Linked DNA regions of Rattus norvegicus: regions 2 and 3 are each linked to region 1. The links are chromatin contacts, called in public Hi-C maps. All regions are on one chromosome and are shown on one strand. Each heading gives the region's core, a stretch centred on a gene start, on an enhancer-like site or on the middle of the called end of the contact. The rest is flanking DNA. Distances are from core to core; before and after follow the strand shown. Region 1 holds the start of Fibin (fin bud initiation factor homolog). Region 2 has its middle 68 kb from the start of Bbox1. Region 3 has its middle 27 kb from the start of Slc5a12.

Region 1 (2,746 bases), core at 208-2,707:
GAGCTGCACCCGGGTCAGCACTGAAGCTCAACTGACAACAGCAGCCCCATTACCTAGAATTCAGAACAACAGAAACACCTGTCATTGTTCTCAAAACCAGGGCTGATTCAGGACCACAAGGCAGCTACTGTGTCCATGGTGGCTATAAGCCCTCTGAGGGTCATACACTGGGCTATTCCATTATTGGACATTTAGTGACCATGGTAGTGTTGAATTTACAAAGCTGTGGTATCATTTACCAGAAGCCCAGAGAAATCCAGCAGGCACAGCAGCAATCTGGTGGCCCTTGCTTTTATAGTACAAAACAGTTTGGGAAAAATGCACAGAATCCAAGAGACAAACTCTATAAGGGTTTCCATGTGGTGCTGAAACTGCATAGACTTACAAATGGATTAGTTCAATCAAGAAGTACAAGTTGAAGAAATTAGCTGTGATGGACGTGTTGTACGAGTATTAAAGAGAGAAAAACATGACAGAGCACATGTAACATATGAACCCACAACTTACATACCAGTAAGAGCTTTGCTGCTTTGGAATAGCCATGGAACATGGTGTTCTGAGTACTTACGTATTTACAGAGAAGCTGTAGAACTGGCAACTGGATGGATGTTTGGGTTGCTAGCTTTTTTAAACAAGCTGTGGCAATGTTAGTATTTGTGAATTAATTAGAATAAAACTATTTTCTTTCAAAACAGGTTTTACCCAACCTTTTCAAAAGGTTTTATCCAACTTAATCTTAAATCCATGTACCTAAATGGCTGAACTAAAATCTAACTATGAGACAGTAACAATTTGTGTAACACTCTTAACTGTGGATAAGTATTCCAGCCTTGTAAGTATCTGACAGGAGGTCCCACAGTCAAATACCAGACAAAAGACTCAGTAAGGCTCATAGAGTCCTTATCTAATAGATTTCACAGGGGTCTCAGTTGTCTTCTTATCGATGAAACTGTAAACTTTGATTTTTTAGTTTTAAACAATAACTGTGTACTGTGAGTATAGAAAATGCAGTTATCTATATCTATATGTTGTTTCAAAAGTATTGGATATTTTAAATGAACTTTAAACCATTTCCCAACAAAAGCATCAGATATATATATATATATATATATATATATATATATATATATATATTTAAATTTCTGAAATGTCATTTCTCCGAAACAATCACCTGTTTCCTAAATATACTAATAGCAATTGGATTCTATGCTTATAATCATCCCGTACTATCCCCATTCAGGTTAAGTCCTATTGTACAGGGTCTCCTCTTTCAATCTTGAAAAAGATAGCCTGTACCTTTAATAAGGGAACTGGTGAAAGCTCTCTTTCCAAACTTGTTCCCTGGGTTCCAAGTGACGAAATGAGCTGTAATTTGAGAATCCTGCAACCCTCGGGATATCTTTAGCCAAAGGGAAAGAAAACTCTGCATTCCCACCCGGTCCAGGGGTTGAAATAGTGTCAGAACAGCTTCCCTTAGCTACTAGCTCCATCTCCCTGGAGCCAGAGGAAACTCCGAAGGTGACCACAGAGTCTGCGTCTGGAGCAGCGGGTCCCCACTCGGTGGGTCTGGCTGTCCTGCTGGAAAAGCAAAGGCTCAGGTCCAACCACTCAGTAGAGAGAGGACCAGAGACGCTGAGGAGCCTGGTGCACACCGCTGCTGCACAGAGCCTCATGAAGCCTGTAGGGGAACAGGGATCAGAGAGCAGCAAGCGCTCTGCGCCTAAGGAGGGCGCCTTCACCCGAAGCCGCTGACTCCCGGGGGAACCTCTTTGCTTATTCCTGGACTAAAACGCTTCTCCGAATATCCAGAATGATGTTCACGAAATTGATCTGGATGGGTTTCTTCTGCCACCTGTGTCGAGGCTACTTCGATGGCCCCTTGTACCCAGAAATGTCTAATGGGACTCTGCATCATTACTTCGTGCCTGATGGAGACTACGAGGAGAATGATGACCCCGAGAAATGCCAGCTGCTCTTCAGGGTGAGTGATCGCAGGCGCTGCTCCCAGGGGGAAGGGGGTCAAGCCAGTAGCTTGCTGAGCCTCACTCTTCGAGAGGAGTTCACAGTGCTGGGCCGCCAGGTGGAGGATGCTGGGCGCGTCCTGGAAGGCATCAGCAAAAGCATCTCCTACGACCTGGATGGGGAAGAGAGCTACGGCAAGTACCTGAGGCGGGAGTCCCACCAGATTGGGGATGCCTACTCCAACTCTGACAAGTCCCTCACTGAGCTGGAAAGCAAGTTCAAGCAGGGCCAGGAGCAGGATAGCCGGCAGGAAAGCAGACTCAATGAGGACTTCCTGGGGATGCTGGTCCACACCAGGTCCTTGCTGAAGGAGACACTGGGCATCTCTGTGGGCCTCAGAGACAAATACGAGCTGCTGGCACATACCATCAGGAGCCACGGGACCCGCTTAGGTCGACTGAAAAGCGACTATCTGGAGGGTGGGGGGCAGAAGATGGGCTAATATTTCCATTGTAATTGCTTTATTTTATCCAAATTTGCACTTTCAGAACGCGTCTGAAGTCATCTTTGAAAAAGAATGAAAACTTTAATAAGTTGAGTTATTCTGATTTTGTTTTGGTTCCGTGCATTATTTATGTTATTATTAAGGATTTTTCACGTGCGAAAAGCAATTTTAAACTAATCCCTGGGTTATTTCCTAAAGGGTTTCATAGCTCTAACAGAATCATTTCTTTCGTCCTTATCTAAAGGATGCATTTTGTGTGGAAGGACTGATTAAAGTTCT
Region 2 (2,921 bases), core at 330-2,829, 150 kb after region 1:
GAGCAAACAACTCTTCAAAGAACAGACAACTGCTAAAGCTGGAGAAATGGAAGATGATGAGACCATTCTGGCTTTCAGCAGATACATGCATTGGCTTTCAGCAGATAGAGGTATTGAGAAAAAAAAATCCATTGTGGAGGTGGTCCCTGGGTAAGAAAATGGAAATTACTGAAGCTATGCTACTTGTCCTCAGCAAATGAGCTTTCAGAGCTTTTTGCATAGACCTGGGTGGGGTTTGCCTGGAGTGCAAGTGATGTTTCCTTTGGCAGAGGAACCCACTGACTGGAAAGTAGGAGCCTTTCAGCGTCTTCTTTAGGCAGGGTCGCCATCTAGTGGCCTAGATAGAATATTAGCCCACGGCTTCTTTTCACAAACTTAGATCCTAAGGACCAAAGGAACAAAGCCTACTGGTGCTCTTTTTCCTCTCTGTGAGGAGAGGGGGATGCGGGGGGCATTGAAAAAGTTCAGTGGTGAAATACAGATGATGGTGGAAAATGGATAAGGGCATAAGAAAAAGAGGGACTGAATGAATGCTACGGGAAACTTCCTAAGAAGAAACAGCATAGAAGCTCACAGGACCAGGAACAAGAGTGTGGGGAAAAGGCCACAGATCAAGTCTAGTGCACATAATTCACTGTCCTGAATGAGTGCCTCCAAGTTGTTAGAGCCCAGCTTGCTTACAGCAGCATGTGGCTTTGAACAAGTTTTCTAGAACCAGAAGGATCTTCAGCCTCTGTCTGGCAGGGGTCCTTTTGGTCACGTGACCCACTGCAGGTCTGGCAAGGGCTATATAAGGGGGACCCCTTATATCTACTTTCAGTGCTTAAAGAACCCCAAGCCCATCCCCATCTCTAAATCCCCTGTTCTGTGACAGCTCCCCATTCTTCTCTTTCCTCATACCTCTGCTTAAAGATTCTCCAGTCTTCCCTGTGTGCTCTACACACTCAGTACCCCTGGCTGTTTGTCCCACCTTTGTCCCTTTGTCTTTGTGCTGTCAGATGTTTTCCTCAACTTATGCTTTCTTTGCTTGGAATGTCTTAATCATACTAAATGCAAACAGCACACTTTTTTTATTTTGAGGGTTTTGTTTTGAGACAGACTTTCACTATGTAGCACTGGCTAGCCTAGAACTTGATATGTAGACCAGGCTGGCCTAGAACTCATAGAGATCCACTTGCTTCTGCCTCCCAGGTGCTGAGCTTAAAGGCCTGTGCCAAAAGCCATCGTGAATCAATAGAGAACAAAAGCATGACTGAGAAGCAGAGAACTGTCTTCGACAGAAAAGGAACAGAGAATGAAAATAGAGAAAGGGGAGGTACAGAAGACGGCAGACAGCAAGTGTTTACTTTCTGGGGCTGTGGCTTTCAGCTTTTATGAGTCTAAGATACACAATGTGTAAGTTTTGGAATGTGCGAGTGAGCATGCGGCAGAACTTTTCCCCGAGAAATGCTAAAACAAGATAACATTGCTTGCTCAAGTGTAAGAACACATTCCACCAACTGATAGGTGAGGCTGTGCTCTCTCTACATGGACTGCAGTCAGCGGTATCTGGGTAATATGCAGCAGTCACCCGGAGGAGCACAGAACAGCCAAAGCTGAGACGAGCTGAACAACAAATAACATAGCGTTGAATCATTATCCAGAGTACAAATACCCATTGATACAGCTGTACCCAAATCACAGCTGAAAACAAGCGTTGCCTACATGGATTATTGGGTGCTGGGTTCTGTTACGAACCTTTTGTCTATGCCAATTATTTCTGCTTCCATGGCACTGTGAGGGAAATGCTACTGTCACCAGCATTCTGCTGATGCAGAGCACGAGACTTATATGAAGGTGCAAGTAGGAAAGGATATCATTATGTACACATTGCCATTACTAGCATAGGAAACTATGTGAGAAGGAGTTACAGGCCATTCCAGGCACTGTCTGGACACCCAAATTTGAGGGCACTGGTGAACTGTTTCAGGGCACATTTAAAACTTCTGATATAGTTGTCTCGATTTTCCACAGTTTAGTATTAAACCATTAATTTTCTGGGCACCAAAATTTGATTTCTTGGGATTTCTGTGCTAAAACCCAATACTGTAATAATTATTTTATTATGCTATAGTTATACAACCATACCAGGATTTCATTTAGAGTCTTGGAAGTTATACAAAGTCTTTCGGCACCCTGAGGGAAATGAATTTGTTAATCTATTAACAATAAGTTAAGTATCTACCCATGCAAGAGACCTGGGACAAACCTGCTCAACGGACAGATACAGCTCAACCTCTCAAGCAGAACACTGCTAGGTCGAACAGTCTGTTCTAAGAATTTGAGCTGCGTCTGCTTCTGAGAAAATAAACATGTGAGAGAACAAGGTGAATTTATTTCCCTTGACCTAAAACAAAGACTGAAACAACAACATCCACGAGGTTTCTGGGACAAAGCAAACTCAAAAGTCCAGCCTCCACCCCCTTCTGCCACCCCTGGTATTAAAACAAAGAATAAAGGCAGTATTGACCTTGGCAGAGAAGACAGCACATGAGGTGGAATTCACTACAATACACTGTTAGTGCCTGAGGATCATGCAAGGCATCACCCAGCAACACCTGGTTTTCAAGCCTTTTGAATGGAGAATTGAGAACTCCCTTCCATATGTGAATGCAAAATTTGCAAAAGCAAAATGATTTACTTAGGGTCACACCCAATAAATGATTAAGACAATATTGATCTATGATCCAAGCCTAGCACTAAAGACCATATCACTTCTTTGTAGAGTGAGAGTCTAGGAGTGATAATTAGGGCAGACTCCTGAGCTCAAATGAAGGCCAGTCCATTAAACCAGGGATGTAGAAATCACATCATGATGGTACAAAAACACACATCCTGTGGGACCTACAACCATGCCAGGAAGTTTGGTAAGGTAGAGCAGG
Region 3 (2,700 bases), core at 158-2,657, 210 kb before region 1:
AGGTGTGACCTTTGGCAACTCTTTATACTACAGTTTACTGTAAAGTACAAAATGTGATAATGAAGATTATAATGAAGATAAAGCAAATAAAGTCACCAATACTCATTCATGAATTCTCATAACAATTTAAGAGACTTATAATAAGTCTTACCTTTCCACTTAACAAAACATAATACTGATAATTGATACATGATCTCAGAGTTTTAAATTTCAGAAGGCAGAAAATATAAAAAAAATTAGAAGCCATTTCAGAAGATACACACACATGTGTGCATATACATATATGCACATACATGTATATATATACATATATGTATATATATATATGCACACATCATCCTTTACCATCTCCTAGCATTTGACCTTGCTGGAGAGGCATTCTAGAAATTTTAAAAAGGTAGCCAGACAAAAACTGTAATAGGAAGACATAAAAGATATCTATCAAAAGGATTTTTAATATGAGTTGTCTAGTAAGTTCTGCCAAGATCAGATCTAGAATAAATTAAGTCTGTCCATGGACGCTTGAATAACCTCGACCAAAAGAGTCAGACCCAGATGACAACTTGAACATGGAAGTCAATGCCAATTGGATAAAAAATGAAGGCTGCACAGAGAAGCGAGTAAGTCAGAAGTGTGGAGGTGAGAAACAAGATGGCTTACATGGGTGCTTTATAATGGAATGAAGTTGAAACAGAAGAGGTAGGATCTTCTATGCAGCCAGCAGACAGAGCCATGTAAGGAAGATAGAATTTTTTTTACAACATTCACAATGACAAATCATTGGTTCATTTCAGAAGGAAGAAAATAACATGGTCTGGTATATCTCTTTTGTTCTTTTTGCATTTAATGTTTTTTTACTTATTTACTTTACATCCCACTCGATGCCCTCCTCCTGGTCACCCCCTCACACAATTCTTTCCCTACCCCATTCTCCTCCATTTCTCCTATGAGCAGGTGTTCCCCCTGTATATCCCCCTCCCCCCTGGCACTTCAAGTCTGTGAGGCTAAGCGTTTCCTCTCCCATTGAAGACAGACAAGGCATCCCAGCTAGAAGAACATATCCCACATACAGGCAGCAGCTTTTGGGCTAGCCCTGACTCCAGTTGTTTGGGATCTACATGAAGACAAAGCTGCACATCTGTTACATGTGATCAAGGAAGCCTAGGTCTAGCCTGTATATGTTTTTTGGAGGATGGTTCAGACTCTTAAAGACCCAAGGCTTCCAGTTAGTTGACTCTGTTGTTCTGTTGAAGTCCCTATCCCCTTTGGAGTTTCAATTCTTCCTCCTATTCTTCCATAGAGTCCCCAAGCTCCAGCCACTGTTTGGCTGTAGGCGTCTGTATCTGTCTGAGTCAGCTGCAGACTGACTGGAGCCTCTCAAAGGACAATTTGCTACTGTGTGCTAGTGTAACAGAATGTCATTCATAGTGTTAGGGATCCGTGCTTGCCGATGGGATAGGTCTCAGGTCCTGCCTCTTATTGGTTGGCCATTTCCCCAATCTCACTCCATCCTCTGTGCATGTATTTCTTGTAGATGGAATAAATATTGGGTTGAAAGTTTTTGTGTGGCCTGATGTCTCTATCACTCCACTGGGGTTCCTGCCTGGCCAAGGAAGTAGCCTCTTCAGGTTCCATATCCTCATTGTAGTGAGTTACAGCCAAGGTCACCCCTATTAATTCTTGGGTGCCTCCTTTATCCCAGATCTCATTCTGGAGATGCTCCCACCTTCTCATATCCATAAGTTGCAGATTTCCTTTATTGTAAACCCTTTTGAATGCCACTAGGAAAAAGCATAATCACAGCAGCTAGTTCAAAGGTCCCTGTATCAATACAGTGAGTATACGGCCCTCCACGGCTAGTTCACATTTCTGAGTCTTGACTGTGCTGTGAACTGTGCTATATACTTACTAGTAAATAATTTATCTTGAGGTTTATTTAGTATGAAAATCTGAGGTTAATGAGAACAATCACTCCTTTATTGTTGTTTTTAATACTCTTTCTGCTATTGTTTCTGCTTCTCCATGATTCCCCATGGTCCTTTCATCCTTTAGTTCTCTCTGTCTCCCTCCCTGCCTCCTTCATTTTTATTTTTAACCTGGTTGTTCTCTGGAAGGTTCTGAAAACAAAGAAAGCACCATGCTGCCTTGGAGTGTTTTCTGAGGTACTTCTGCTGACATTGCTTGCTCTGCTCACCTTCATGTTTAGGTGCTTCTTGATCTTTAACCCTCAATTTTCTTCTGTTTTCAAATAGACATCCTTTGGAATGCTTTTCCACTCTGGCAGCTCCAAATAATGGCATGCTCTTGGTGATATTATTTTTTGTGTTTCCTCTTGAGTTCTTGTATCAGAGTTACATTATCAAAGTCACAGGGAGGCAGAAAGGAAGAATGACTCTGTGGAGTGAAAGTGTGAAAGAAGTAGAGGAGGGAACGAAACATAGCTTTATTACTTTTTTCCTTTCCTTTTTCCTGAAATTTTAGGGATGAAGAATTTTTTAACTGATTTTTGCTTGCTGCATAAAAAAAGAACTAACAAGAATAAAAGGAGAAGCACGACTGAAAAGACAAAGGACAAGACCATTTTAGAAAGTCTAACTTGTGTGTATGATTGCCAGGGGAAAGCATGATTCTGTGCCCTCAAGAAAGAAGAACAGGAGGCCTGGTGGTCAGCTGCACAAAACAACTGGCTTTTTAGGAGCT

The links. A called contact is a pair of places that touch in the nucleus more often than the background predicts.
Region 2: a Hi-C map of liver shows a contact between it and region 1, with 6 times the contacts expected there. The contact joins the enhancer-like site here to the promoter of Fibin in region 1. A contact is called at or near these places in 6 of 12 Hi-C or Micro-C datasets (the A7r5 cell line, Schwann cells, hepatocytes and 2 more).
Region 3: a contact with region 1 is called in a Hi-C map of Schwann cells, with 2.6 times the contacts expected there. The contact joins the enhancer-like site here to the promoter of Fibin in region 1. A contact is called at or near these places in 8 of 12 Hi-C or Micro-C datasets (the A7r5 cell line, the Rat2 cell line, Schwann cells and 4 more).

What each region holds. Positions count from the first base shown.
Region 1 is chr3:117,397,955-117,400,700 of GRCr8, reverse strand. Fibin (fin bud initiation factor homolog) reads left to right here and starts at 1,457. Exons shown (of 1, transcript NM_001025042.2): 1 at 1,457-2,746. The coding sequence starts at 1,811. The coding sequence ends at 2,464.
Region 2 is chr3:117,248,354-117,251,274 of GRCr8, reverse strand. No RefSeq gene overlaps it. Among named protein-coding and RNA genes, the nearest start is that of Bbox1, 68 kb to the left of the region's middle. Within about 2 kb of position 1,579, at least 5 of the 93 cell types and tissues checked have an H3K27ac peak or open chromatin away from gene starts, as enhancers often do. A contact at or near this core is called in Schwann cells and liver, where this site is marked.
Region 3 is chr3:117,605,433-117,608,132 of GRCr8, reverse strand. No RefSeq gene overlaps it. Among named protein-coding and RNA genes, the nearest start is that of Slc5a12, 27 kb to the left of the region's middle. Within about 2 kb of position 1,407, at least 1 of the 93 cell types and tissues checked has an H3K27ac peak or open chromatin away from gene starts, as enhancers often do. A contact at or near this core is called in Schwann cells, where this site is marked.